Regions from separate parts of the Mus musculus genome. Here all the other regions are linked to region 3. Evidence: chromatin contacts called from public Hi-C and promoter capture Hi-C data. All regions are on one chromosome and are shown on one strand. Each heading gives the region's core, a stretch centred on a gene start, on an enhancer-like site or on the middle of the called end of the contact. The rest is flanking DNA. Distances are from core to core; before and after follow the strand shown. Region 1 overlaps E2f3 (E2F transcription factor 3). Region 2 holds the start of Dusp22 (dual specificity phosphatase 22). Region 3 holds the start of Wrnip1 (Werner helicase interacting protein 1). Region 4 holds the start of Uqcrfs1 (ubiquinol-cytochrome c reductase, Rieske iron-sulfur polypeptide 1).

Region 1 (3,265 bases), core at 734-3,233, 2.8 Mb after region 3:
GCACAGAAAAGGATGCGTGTGTGTATGTGTGTGTGTGTGTGTGTGTGTGTGTGTGTGTGTGCGCGCGCGCGTGTATTTTTCTAAATATCACCACCTTATATAATACTTGCAAGGACAGAGTCTGAGTTTAGCAGTGTGCTGTGTAAAGTTAACTTGGGAAAGGAATATACTCTGGGATTAGAAATAAGTATCAGCGCCTGGGAAGTGAAAGGAGAGCAAGAGAGGGACAAAAAGGGAGGGAGGATGGTAGGAGGTGTCTTAGAAATAAGCAGTAGTTTCTCCTTAGCTTTTCTGATTCGATCATCTCCAGTGAGAACACACACACAAACACACACACACACACACACACACACACACACATATATTTAATCCCTTTCCAATTGGCTTTTTTTCCCAACTTAACCCTGACTTATAAATAGTCTATATGACTGGCTGTAAGCATTGTCCCAAGCTAATCAACTCCCAAGTCTTTTCACTCATCTACTTTTAAATAATATTTTAATCAGGGTGGGGTAGAAATTGTTTACTTGGTTTACTGAGTCCCTCGAAGTCCACGAAGCTACCTGAAATAGCGCAAGGAGGAGAGATTCCAGTTCTTCCCATCCCCACCTGCCATGCTTAGAGGACCATCCCTAAGTTCTCTGGGGTACAAAGTATGTGGTCTGATGCACACGTTCATGGCTGTGAGCAGCTTTAAGTAGTGTTTCAGGAATTGTGTTTACAGTTGCTAAGGAGTTCCCATCCAATAATATTTGATGGGACTGAGGAGACCCGATAAAGGGGACAATATTATATATAGAAAACCACAGATGTAGGGCCTTTCACCTCCCCATCCTGTCTCCTTTCCAAGAATGACTAGGAAAATAATCTCACACAGAGAAGAGGTTCTGGTACTAACTACAGAAGGTAGGTACCAGAAAGCAACCTTGCTGGGATGAGACCAGCAAAGTGGGGGTGGGGTTAATACAGCCGGATTATTTATCTGGCTTTCCCATGGAGGGGGCGTTTGATTTATTTTCGTCACATACTTTTGCTTTAAACATTGCCTTTAAGCATTTAAGTTGCAAGAATATGTTTCTCTACCCTGCTTGCCTTAGTGGGAGTCAATCTTGTGGCCACAGTTACCTGTAACTTTGAAGATGTGGTAAAGCCAGGATGGAATCCAAAGGCCCCTGTGAACTTGGCGACCCTAAGTACCAGGTCTCGGTTGGTGCTTTGTCCTGGTAAAGCAGGAGTTGTGTCAGCTTGAAGATAGCAGATAGTATGCAGAAGATAGAATTAATGACCCAATTGTTTGCGGCCGTTTGTAATGTAAAGGCATGGCAACATCCCTCTAACTTGACGGACAGTATTTCAGGTTAGCGTATTCAATATTTGATCAATCAGATGGTCTTGGGAGTTAAACGCTTTTCCTATCCAACCACTTCTTTTACAGGTAAGACAATGACAGGCCCACTGCAATTAAATTACTCAGCTAAGGTCACAAGTCAACAGGGGGCCCCTCCGAGCCAAAACTGAAATTGGAGATTTTTGCCCTCTTAAAACCTCTTTTTGTGAGGAGAGGGTTAACTGTCTTACATGCCCTACATGGGAGGCTTAGGTGTGCAGACTACTAAACTCAAGTTTCTTTCAGATGCGGTTACACTGCCCCAGAGACACTGAGAAATCAAGGCTACTTTAGACACTCAGTGGAAAGGACTTGTAAGTGGAAAGGAACGACAGGTTCCCTAAATAGTGGTAGCAGTGTTTTTCAAAGTTTGATATTTGAAATTTCAGTTATTTGTTCTTTGGATGTGACATTTCGGGTGCCCTGACAGAGACAGTTTTACTTAATCAACAACAGCCTCAAAGGACTTTTTTAACTTTCTTGAAAGAGGGGCACCAAGGGAAGTGTTGTCCGGAACCATCTACATCCCGAGTGACAGTCACGGTTTGCTCCCTGGGCCTTTGCATTAGACCATTGACCGAGAGGCTCTTCCTCTGTGGTTAACACCAGGAAGATTTCTGATGTGTCAAAGCTGCCGATCACTTAACTCTTTCGGAGGAAGTTGTCTAAAGTCAAAGCTCATTTCCTTAAAATGACCTTTTTATTTTACTTGTGGAACTGAGAAAGCTTAAAAATAGAATTGCTTCAAGCTCTGAAGCCAGAACGTGAAACATGATCCAACATGATTGCAGCTCCTAGCCTGCCCTGGGACAGGGGTATCTGTTTATCTGTAATCCACCAGCCAGGAAGGTCCCCTGTGTGTGTAAAGGCTGACTTCCTGTGAGCCATGAGTAGCAATTGATGAGAGCCCTGTTATCAGGGAGGCTGAGTTTCTCTGGAAGCACATATGATGGCTAGAGGAGGTGAATGCCCTTGGCCTTCCCTGCCAGCTCTCGCCAGTCTGCTCTGGAGAAGCCTGCGGAGGCTCTTCGTGCTCTTGAGTGATTGCTGAGAAGGGCTCCATCCTGTTCTACTCTCACGAGCCTTGTATGGACTCACAGTTGGAGGAGGTGAACACAGGGTCTATGCGTTTCACTCCTTCCTGCACTGAGATGTTGGGAAAGCATAGTCAAGAGGAGCGACCTCGAGTCTTGCTTACACTACCATCACGTCTGTCCTTCCGATTTCAGCCTCACTGTCCAGAGATGGAGTCTTGAGTATAAAAGACACACTCTCCTAAAAGGTGGAGTGAGAGACAGCTAGGTAGAAAGTTAAGTGATGGAGGCTGGAGTCCTCTGGTTTCCTTTTCTGCCTCCACCCGTCAGATGCTCTCTTCATTTCTCATCTTTCTGGGGTAGCGGGGTTCTCACAGGTGCAAGGAGTTGAAACCAGTGTCCCACAGATGTCATAGAGGGGCCAGGCCATCTCTTGGCGCTGTATTTTGCGTCTTGTTTTTTTTTCCCACTATTCTTTAGTGTCCGTTTCATACTGTTGGCGCCTCTGAGAGTGATGGTGACTGAGAGCGGGAGGCGTGTGTCCTGGTGTGGACATTGCCTGGTGCAATCATTGGACCCCCGGTCTTTGTTACCTCTTTCTAAGCTGCTCATTGACTCGGGAAAAGAAACAGAAGAATAAGTTTTTTATTGTCATGGTGCAATCTGCAGTGCCAGTGCTATGAATAAAACCTTTATTTCTCTGATGGAACATGTTCGTGAAACGGCACGAGGAATGCAAATTGCACTGTTAACATAATTTCATGTCTGTACAGTAAGCCATAGTTTAAGACTGGCTCAGAAATTGCATGCCAAGCCCTATCTAACTTGGAGGCGCCTTGGGTAT
Region 2 (3,198 bases), core at 157-2,656, 2.1 Mb after region 3:
TCTGTACAAGCTGGTTATGATAATAAAATAGTCAAGGAATCTACTATAAGAAGTAAATAGCACAATGTGGATATGAATACTGCCACCTTCGCTGAGAAGTATGAAAAGAATATCCCTTAGGCAATCAATCACTTGTATACCTAAACCCATTCTTTCAATTAGAATATAAAATACTAGAAACCAAATGCAGAAAGGGACAGTAAACAGTGGCGCCAACTAGAAATGTCAAGGGAAAGCAAGCAGAGTCTGTCAGCCCCAGGCGGACATCTTCAACCGGTCTAATTTTAAAAGCAGAAAGCTCAGAGCGATGACTGATCCCTGTGCTAATGGGAACATAATACAAGCATATATTCATGAGAGGGAGTTTGTTTCAAATTTGATCACTGGCGAAAATAATAATAATAATAATAATAATATAATAATAATAATAAAATAATAAAATCCTAGTCACCAACACACAAAAGTCACAACGCACAAAAACATGGAGACTGTGCAAGGAGCATGCAGGCTTCCATCAAAGACATGTTCGTTCCCTCCTCGGTCTTGGATCTCTGCCTCAATAATCATTCCCATGGAAGTAACTAAACCACTGCAGAGCCCCTCGCCACAAAGCAGAGACAAATGTGAAAGGGTGAAGAAAGAAGGGGAGAAAGCGAGCCACACCGTTAGAACCTATAAACATGATGGATAAAGTAAGTGGAGACAAGATGGGGGGTAACACCAGAAGCTAACCAAACCCAGGACCATTTAAAATACTTGTAGAAGTACTTGTCTTAGTCCTGGGCATCCAGAGCCTTAGTAAGATTTCTCTTTGAACCAGCAAGTTCCTTAACCTTGAGACTGACACAAATAGAACCCGGAGGACTGTCACCGCCAGATCATCCTCAATCTAGGGGGTAGGGGTGAGAAAACCGGCCCAGAAGGTTTGGGCCACCACAGGGGCAAAGAAAGAGTTTCTAGAAGGCCTTGCGGCCACAACAGCCAGCCAACAGGTTGCCCTAAGGAAGCCCCACAACCCAGGGTCAACCAGCTCCAGACACCGAAAGCCATGTCAGTTCTAGGGTTTCCGTGAACTTCCCCCACCAGAGTGGCTTATCTGTGCACGCGCACACAAATCTGGGGAAAAGAGGAAATTACAGAAGCCGCCCATCTGGCCCGGTTCACCAATGCTGTGGGTGGCAGACGTCAAGGGGCCCGGTCTCAGGGGAGGGAGACAGACCAGCTCCAGCATGGGTCCCCCGCTCTCAAAGGGGCACGCTGTGCGGGTCAGGGCTGCGGAGGCTGCAGAAAAGAGGGTGCGGCCGGGACCGGACGTTACCTGGCTCATCCCACTCCCCATGGCCGCGCCGGGCTCGCCGCTCCGCGCTCGCGGGAGGAGACCGGGCGCGCAGCCGGGCGGGCAGGCGGGCGGGGCAGCGGGAGGCGGCGCCAGGGCGGCGCTCGCTGCGCGCTCCACCCGGGACGCGGCATTACTGTCCGGCCGTGCGGACGTCGGGGACAGCGGCCCTCGCCCCCGCGGCCGGACGCCCAGCGCGCACGCGCTCGTGCTCGCGCATGAGCCCCAGCCTACAACCCTGCAGTTTGCGCACGCGCGCCGGGTGGGGGGTGGGGTGGACGGAGGCAGGCGCAGCGGTAGGGGGGTCCCCAAGTCCCTAAAGGCGGTTTCCCCTGGGGCTCCCTGGTGCCAGTTACGGGCAGTGTCTCAGGCCTTGACTCCCCTGTTAGAGGGGCTCCCCTGTCTGGGTTTTCTGAGCCAACAAGGCGGGGGATTCCTGTGGGCCCTGCCCCACCCAACTCAGACCGAGAAGGAGCATGCTCTGGGAAAGGTGGGCTAGGTGACTCACCTCTGCAGAGACGTGACCCTGGTCGAGGAGAGGAACCCAACTGTCTCTAAATGGTCTTTTTCAGGGCAGTGTGTTGCAATGACTACCCCCAGAAAGCCCCCACGTACCTGCACTGCGGTTTTGTCTAGCGTGTGCATGCATTCTAGCATGTGGGCCATCTATCATCCTTGGTAATTTTTTTTTCCCCGAGACATCTGTGTAGCCCTGGCCCTGGCTGTCCTGGAACTCACTTTGTAGACCAGGCTGGCCTCGAACTCAGAAATCCACCTGCCTCTGCCTCCCGAGTGCTGGGATTAAAGGTGTGCACCTGGGATTAAAGGTGTGCACCACCGTGCCTGGCTTATCCTTGGTAAAATTTTAATTTCCTTTATAGGCACTAAGACCTGGGGGTTTGAACATCCCTTTCACTTGGGTAACCCAAGACCCTCAGAAAACACAGATACTTAACATTACTATTTAAAACAGTAGCAAAATTACAGTTATGAAAATAATTACAGTTATGAAAATAATTTTATGGTTGGGGGTCACCAAGTTATGAGTAGCCATATTAAAGAGTCACAGCATTAGGAAGATTGAGAACCACTGAACTAAAGGTTTCTCATTTCCATTTTGTATTCTTGACAACGCCCTACACCCAGTAGATGCCAGTACTTGTTGAATGAAGATAATGCCATGTTTCAAGCCCAATTCTGCTGGCCTTAGATCACCCTCCCCCTTCCTGGAATCAGCCCCAGGGGCTGCTCTGTTTTTTCTTAGACATCCTAGGCTTGATCTTACACAGGGTCCTGTGTTACTGACATCTCAACGCCCAATTCTTTGCATAGCTTTTTTGAGGTCTTAGTACAAAGGTCATCTCCCCATAGATTCTTCTCTCAACTAAAGCATCCAGTTTATAAGATATACTCCAGGTACCTATGACATTACTGTGTCATATTTTTTTCATACACTTAGGATCAGAAATTATACTTAATTGCTTAATATTGACCTATCTCATAAGCTAATAACTTCCTGAAAGAGGTCTTTCTGTCTTATTCACTACTTAGTCATATGTCTTCTGGGGCAGAAGCTAGCATAACATAGACTAAACATATGCCAAAATAATTAATGGGGATCTTGGCTGAGAAACCAGTGGGGAGGTTCTAAAAACAAACAAACAAACAAACAAGCAAGCCAGCCAGAAAAAAAGAACTGCTGTTGAGCTGGCCTAGCTGGGAAAGTTACTCACTGCCAAGCCAGATGACCTGAATTTTGTCCCTGACAACCACACAGTGGAAAGAGAGAACCAAGTTTTGTAAGTTGTCCTCTGACCATAGTTATGAGTGCACACACACACACACCCTAATAGATAAATAAA
Region 3 (3,211 bases), core at 613-3,112:
TGTGATTTATGCTTGGCCAGAGAGAACATGAGTACAAGCAGACACAAAAGGAATGATGTATTCCAGCAAATAAAGAGGTGTGGCTGAGAGGAGCTGCAAAGGAAAACAGGATAAGCATCAGGAATGTGCTTGTGAATGAAGCAGTCTGAACCGTAAATTGAGAAGAGCTCTTTATAATCCTGGGCCCTTTCCTGACTGTCCACAGGACGGTCCGGGTATCCTATGAGCAGGACTGTCACTTCACCACATTTTCTCAAGTATTCTTCCAGTGACCTGTTCTCTAAACCCACGGTATTCTAACCAGTCTCCTCTGGCTGTGGCTAAAACAGAACATTGATGCTTTTCTCAAGCAGCAGTTGGTATGGGAAAGTTATGGAAATGCCTGTTGAAAACGAATCACAGAAGAGAGACTTCTATTAGTTCCAAAAACCAGTTAGAATAAGCCAATTAGTGGGAGAGGGGGTCAAGTATAATAGAAAAAATTTAATTAGTTTTCCACAACAAATGGAGCATACAAAATGTTTCTTCCCCAATGTTTGCAGCATGTCCCCTGCCTGGAATTGGGTCACTAAAAATCATGGATATGACCACAAAGATAGCTCAAATCTCTGTCCACATCTCTGCATAAACCAAGAAAATTGGGCATTTTCTTGTGAAAAACGCCCAACAAGGGGTCTGGGGAATCTGGGGAAATGGCATGCTTGCTTGCGTATTACAAACTCCGCTCACGCATCAGGACCGCGCCCCCAGGCCTCCCTCTCCAGAGGAGGGGTCCGGAATCTAAGGACCGCACCCGGCTCAGAATACCTCCGCGGCCCTTGGCAAAAACAGCAAGAGCAGCACTCACCTTACCGCAACCTGGCGGGCCCCACAAGATGAGCGAAGGGATCTCATTGGCCTCCAGTAGCGAGCGGAGCAGAGTCTCCTGCCCTACGGCCCTACTCTGCCCGATGTAGTCCTGCAGCGTGTCTGGACGCATCTTGTCAGCCAGCGGCTTGCCCTCCAGCATCTGTCGGATCTCCTCCGCCGCCAGCGCCCGGGGATGCGCGCGGCCCGCGCTGACTCCGAACGAGGCGTCGGCGGCGTCCGCATCCCAGTGCCCGGGATCGTCCTCACCGTCCACGTCCGCGTCGCCATCGCCGTCCACCCCCGCCTCCTCCTCCTCCTGCGCCTCCGCCTCATCCCAGCTGCGCGGGGATGCGCTGCCTGCGGCGGCTGCAGCCGCTGGTCTCTTCCCCATACCCTTTCTGGCGGGGCTGCTGGAGCGGGCCACCGGGAAGTCCGGGATAAGGCGCGCACCGCTGGGCGTGGGCGGTGCGTCGTAGCTCTCACGGCTCTCGGTCTCGCCGCCGTCATCGCCCTCCTCGCCCTCGCCTTCGCTGCTTTCGGCCGCCGTCGGGGTGGCGGGCTGCTTCAGCGCCGAGCTCTCCGACAGTCGACGCCTCTTGGCGCCGGGTGGCGAGGGCCCCTTGGCCCGCTCCCCAGCGCGGTGAGAGCCGGCCGCTGGCTCCGCGTGCCCCGCAGGGTGCAGCAGCAGGCAGCGGTCCAGGTGCGAATTGATGTGCGCGGCGGGCATCATCTGCTGGCACACTGGGCACTGCACCTGGTGCAACTGCGACAGGAAGGGGTCGTCTTCCGGCCCGCTCACCTCCATGGTGGCAGCTGCCCTCCCTGGCGCCCGTGCGGCTGCACCTGCCCCTGAGAACGCCGATGCCCGCCGCTAGGCCCGGTGCCGCGCGACCCTCGCGCGGGTAGGGAGCAGGACACGCACGGGCCGAGGGAGGGCGCCGCTCATGCCTCACGTCCTGAGCTCCCGCGTCAACTCGCCCTCGGCCCGCAGCTGGCAACGCCTCGCGAGTCGTGTCGGGAAGTGTAGTCCAAAGCGGGCAGAAGACTCCGCAACCCGATGCCCCCAATCGCCGCCGGCAATTTCTCGCATTGAACTTTGGGAAATGTAGTTCTCCGTCACAACAGGCCCTCTCGTCTTCTTCGGTCCCTGGGAAGAGCCTTTCTGTGGCGCTGCTTGGATAGGCGTGGTGCGCGTGCGCATGCCTGCTCAGTACCGGAAACAACCGCCTTCGAGTAAAACCCAAGCGGAGGGAACTTGGGAACCTGGCTTTCCAGGATTTTGGCCTTCTGGGTGCGGAACTAGAAATGCTGTCATCAGGGAGAATATTTGTAATAAAACTAAAACGAAGTGGAAATACCCCAGAAGTGCCTAGGAAGCTGGAGAAAGGGCTTCGACATAAACACACAAGAGCTACACAGGTAGACAAAGTTCAATTCCGAAGGCTGCTCAAGGAAATGCAATAAAAGGGATTCCCTCCCCTGTGCCCCTTAATTTTACTTTAGGACCTGTCGCCCAAAGTACTTGCTTAATAGTTATCTCTAGCTGATATAATAGTCGTAAACTGAAAATCACCGTTGTATCCCAATAACAAAATGATGGCAGGCAGTCCTTAAAGGTATTTCCAGCAGACAGGAGCAGGAAATGAGTACAATAGGCATTTATAAATGTATATTCTCTGGGTGTAGTGCTGTGTACCTTTAATACTAGTACTCAGGAGGCACTGACAGGTGGATCTCAGAGTTTGAGGCCAGCGTGGTCTACATTTTGAGTTCCAAGTCAGCCAGGGCTACATAATACAAAATTGTATTTTTACTTTTGAAAAGCAAATTTAAAAAGTTAGTGTGGTAGTCTACATCCATGTATTACTGCTTATGATTTTATTATGCTTTTCTGTAAGTTACTCCTTGGAAAGATGCAAAAGGAGCTGGAGAGGTGGCTCAGTAGTTAAGAGCACTTGCTGCTATTGTAGGTTCCTCTTTCAGTTTGCAGCACCAGGTCAGAGGATCTGGCTCCTTATTCTGGCCTCTGGGGGCACTACACCTAGGTAATGCACAGTCATACATGCAGGCAAAACATGTAAATATAAATGTAATACATCTTTTAAAATATTTAAATACATATAGGTAGATTGAGAGGAGTGTGACTTGTTAAGTTGCTAAGGCTGGAATTCTCAACCTGTACCTGGGGGCTACCAAAAACATCAAAATTTTATTATAATTGATTATTGCTGATAATCAGAAATTAAATGTGTTAAGGGAAAGCAAAGACTTATGAATCTTGTCAAAATTTGAGTGTGTATTTACTTTACCACCCAACAGTATACAGCAAGTTACAGTAGAAACTTTTTATTTACTGTTTTCC
Region 4 (3,130 bases), core at 386-2,885, 2.3 Mb after region 3:
CCCTGGCTCGTCCTTGTTGGGTGGTTTCTCAGCTGAGGCTGTCTGTCCAGGGCCAGCTCAGATGTATATGGTGTCATATGCATCTGGAAAGCTCCATGGTCCATCTCTTGTCAAGCACTGGCACCACCAGCAGCAGTTGGCATCTAGCTGGGGATTTGGTTCCATCATGAGACAGAGCCACAGGCAGGGGCAGTTTGGGGTGAAGACTTCCATCTGGAGATTCAGCTGAGAGAGAAAAGGTTAGATTGATCTCTGCCATGGTGGATATTCACTCCTGGTTCCTTAGGTGAGATCTACATGGAGTGCATGCTTCTCTGGGGTTATCCCAGGTCCTGTCCCTGTTCAGAACATAACTGAATGAAGTGACAGTGACAAGAAAGGACCCAGACTAGGCAGCAAGTATCCTCCCTGGCTAAGGACACCTGCAATCATTCCTCTGTGAGGGCCCGGATCTCCTGGGTGTTGTTTTACATTGCTGCTATAACAAACATAGTGTCTTAAAACAACACAACTACATTGTTTTACAATTCCAAAGGTTTAGAAACCAGCCAAGGTCCTAGAGTCCATGTATTATACAAGCATCATATCACAATCATGCCAGAGTGTGCAGTGCTTAAATTCTTAGTTTTTTTTTTTTACTGTTTTTTCTTTTTAAACCCTAAAAGAATAAACGAAGTATTTGGTATAGAGAAAGTTGTATGGATGAGAACTTCATTCTTTGAAAGTGAATGCCATCTCTAAACTCAATTGTCTGTGTGAACTTGAAATCAAGGTTTGTTCTACTTGGAAAAGTGGAGATTTTCAAGTGTAAGAGGGATTAACGTTTATTAGCACCTCACAGAGACTTTGTTAGTGGTGTAGTCAGAACTGAAAGAGAAGTTAGAAAGTTGGCAGTTTTCTCACTATGTGAAGGAGAGTAAGAGTCCCTCCCTTTTGTACTGCTGAACATCACTTGGGAAACCCCACTTGTTCAGAAACAAACAAACAAACAAACAAACAAAAACCCCTCAGGGGTCTACAATACTCCACTGCTTCCTGGCAATCTATGCAGAGCAAAGGGTCTAAGGACCAGGTCCTTCACTGGTAAAATGCTGGTATCAATAGTGTTATTTCATCAAGATCATAATTACAAATGAACAACGAAGGAAACTACCAAATCAAAAGCGTAGTAGATCATGAATAATCGTAAGCCACCGTTTTGTTTTGTTTTGTTTTGTTTTGTTTTTGTCAAACCTTGCATATAGGTTTCTGGCTCTTTTGTTGTAAGAAGATCAAAATCGTCTTGGCAAAAGACAAAAAGCGGTTGGTATTTATTCTAGGTGATAGGCGTTAGGAAGTAGTAGTAGCCTGTTGTTTTTTTTTTTCTCATGCCTCGGTCGTCCCCGATTTAAGGTTTTGCCCTAAATGAAGGATCTCAATCACGACCACAAGAAATCCCTCCCGACTTCGGTTTTCCTGGGGCAGGGCGACCGAGTCAGACACCAGAGTGTCTCCAGGCCCTGCCCTTTCCTGCCCGGGCCCCAACCTGCGCCCGAAGCCACGCCCCCAACGCGGCGTCCCTCCCGATTCGCTCAACCTTGCGAAACGCCCTTTCCGGCGTCGCGCTGACGTCACAAACCCTGCGCCTCCCGCTCCTCTTCGGGCCGTCGTTCGAACGAAAGGTCGTCCCTGTGACCGACGAGGTGGTTTGAGCAGCTGTCGCCATGTTGTCGGTCGCCGCCCGCTCGGGCCCGTTCGCGCCCGTCCTATCGGCCACTTCCCGCGGGGTGGCGGGCGCGCTGCGTCCTCTGCTGCAAGGCGCGGTGCCCGCCGCCTCGGAGCCACCTGTTCTGGATGTGAAGCGACCCTTCCTGTGCCGCGAGTCCCTGAGTGGCCAGGCCGCAGCCCGGCCTTTGGTGGCCACGGTGGGCCTGAACGGTGAGCCGGCTTCGGAGTACCCCGATCTCGTTCCCTGCGGCGGCGGAGGGCGGTGTGCTGGGATGTGGTGGGCCGGCCGCGGCTACCTTGGCAGGCCGAGCGCTCCCCGGAGCAGGCGGGCTCACGGTGACGGGATGCTCCCGTAGCTGCATCCCCCAGGAGTCAGGAGCCGGTCTGCACGTCAGTCTGGGTTCCCTCCTCAGGCTTCACTTGACTTTCTTGATTAAGATCGGCCTCCCTGTATCATGGCTAAGATACTGTTAGTTACAGGAATTTGACCTTGGGCAAGTTTCCTCGATGTTACCACAACTTTGTAGGGGTGTTGTGAGTCTTACACTAGAGAATTCTATGTAAAGCCATTGGTACGGTTTAGACGATAAGTGTTCAAAATAGAAATTGAAACAACCATGTAGGAAGTTGTCAGTGTACTGGTACAGTCGCTTTTCAGCATCTTAACTCCCTAGCAGCCCCATCCCTATAGACACAAAACCAGCCCTGTCAGTTCCACTGTAGGGGATCAGCAGTGGTTTCAGATACCAGGCTCTACGGCTTTCATAATCTTACTTAGTCGTGAAGGCGAGGCAGTCAGAAATGATACTTTTTTTTTTTTTTAATACAGAAAACAGAGGTGAAGTGACCCACACAGTGGGAATCTATGCAGTGCGGTCTCTTCCTAGTTTATCTAAGTCTGCTTCACATTCCCTTGTGACTTAAAAATCTAGAAAGCTTTCTGGTGTCTCCTGAAATGTGGGAAGCTGCACTGGGCTCGTTTGGTTTCTGCTCCGATAGTTGACTGACTCTTCACTTTTTCAAGTAGATTAAACCTTGATTTCAAGTTCACAGGGACCATTGAGTTTAGAAATATCATTCACTTTAAAAGAATGAAGATCGCATCCATATAGCTTTCTCCTCTATACCAAGCAAAGTAACATACTATGATTGTTCAGTGTATTACCTACTTGGCACTGCTTGGGGTTGAGTTTATGACCTTTCTACATGTCAACCAAATTGCCTTCTTAGACAGCTTTTCACTCTGCATTCATTCTAATCCTGCCTCTCTGTCTGTCTGTCCTGCCTCTCTTTGAGGCAGGGTCTCACTATGTATCCTAGGCTGTCCTCAGACTCAAGGTCTTCCTGACTGTCTTCCCAGAGCCACCATGGTTAGCTTTTCCTGCAGATTTTTAATGATCCCCACTGGGTTTGCTGTTTATCT

What was found. Promoter capture Hi-C pulls out the DNA fragments that hold promoters and counts their contacts. A called contact is a pair of places that touch in the nucleus more often than the background predicts. Capture Hi-C pulls out chosen DNA fragments and counts their contacts.
Region 1: a contact with region 3 is called in a promoter capture Hi-C map of pre-B cells, with 4 times the contacts expected there. The contact joins the enhancer-like site here to the promoter of Wrnip1 in region 3. A contact is called at or near these places in 1 of 39 promoter capture datasets (pre-B cells), 2 of 115 datasets of contacts at active chromatin or transcription factors (astrocytes and embryonic stem cells) and 1 of 9 other capture datasets (adipose tissue).
Region 2: a contact with region 3 is called in a promoter capture Hi-C map of adipose tissue, with 2.4 times the contacts expected there. The contact joins the promoter of Dusp22 here to the promoter of Wrnip1 in region 3. A contact is called at or near these places in 1 of 115 datasets of contacts at active chromatin or transcription factors (astrocytes) and 2 of 9 other capture datasets (adipose tissue and liver).
Region 4: a Hi-C map of muscle stem cells shows a contact between it and region 3, with 4 times the contacts expected there. The contact joins the promoter of Uqcrfs1 here to the promoter of Wrnip1 in region 3. A contact is called at or near these places in 5 of 39 promoter capture datasets (the C10 cell line, hippocampal neurons, liver and 2 more), 2 of 484 Hi-C or Micro-C datasets (CD4 T cells and muscle stem cells), 3 of 115 datasets of contacts at active chromatin or transcription factors (fibro-adipogenic progenitors, large pre-B cells and thymic regulatory T cells) and 1 of 9 other capture datasets (liver).

What each region holds. Positions count from the first base shown.
Region 1 is chr13:29,978,174-29,981,438 of GRCm38.p6, reverse strand. All of the region lies in intron 1 of E2f3 (E2F transcription factor 3), which reads left to right. Among named protein-coding and RNA genes, the nearest start is that of E2f3, 6.3 kb to the left of the region's middle. Within about 2 kb of position 1,983, at least 49 of the 459 cell types and tissues checked have an H3K27ac peak or open chromatin away from gene starts, as enhancers often do. A contact at or near this core is called in pre-B cells, where this site is marked.
Region 2 is chr13:30,658,267-30,661,464 of GRCm38.p6, reverse strand. It overlaps Dusp22 (dual specificity phosphatase 22), which reads right to left and starts at 1,406. Exons shown (of 7, transcript NM_001037955.4): 1 at 1,319-1,406. The coding sequence starts at 1,339. Gm35158 (a long non-coding RNA gene) reads left to right here and starts at 1,422. Exons shown (of 3, transcript XR_382157.3): 1 at 1,422-2,014.
Region 3 is chr13:32,800,681-32,803,891 of GRCm38.p6, reverse strand. It overlaps Wrnip1 (Werner helicase interacting protein 1), which reads right to left and starts at 1,862. Exons shown (of 7, transcript NM_030215.3): 1 at 848-1,862. The coding sequence starts at 1,654. It also overlaps a transcript of Mylk4 not described here.
Region 4 is chr13:30,543,821-30,546,950 of GRCm38.p6, reverse strand. Uqcrfs1 (ubiquinol-cytochrome c reductase, Rieske iron-sulfur polypeptide 1) reads left to right here and starts at 1,635. Exons shown (of 2, transcript NM_025710.2): 1 at 1,635-1,917. The coding sequence starts at 1,704.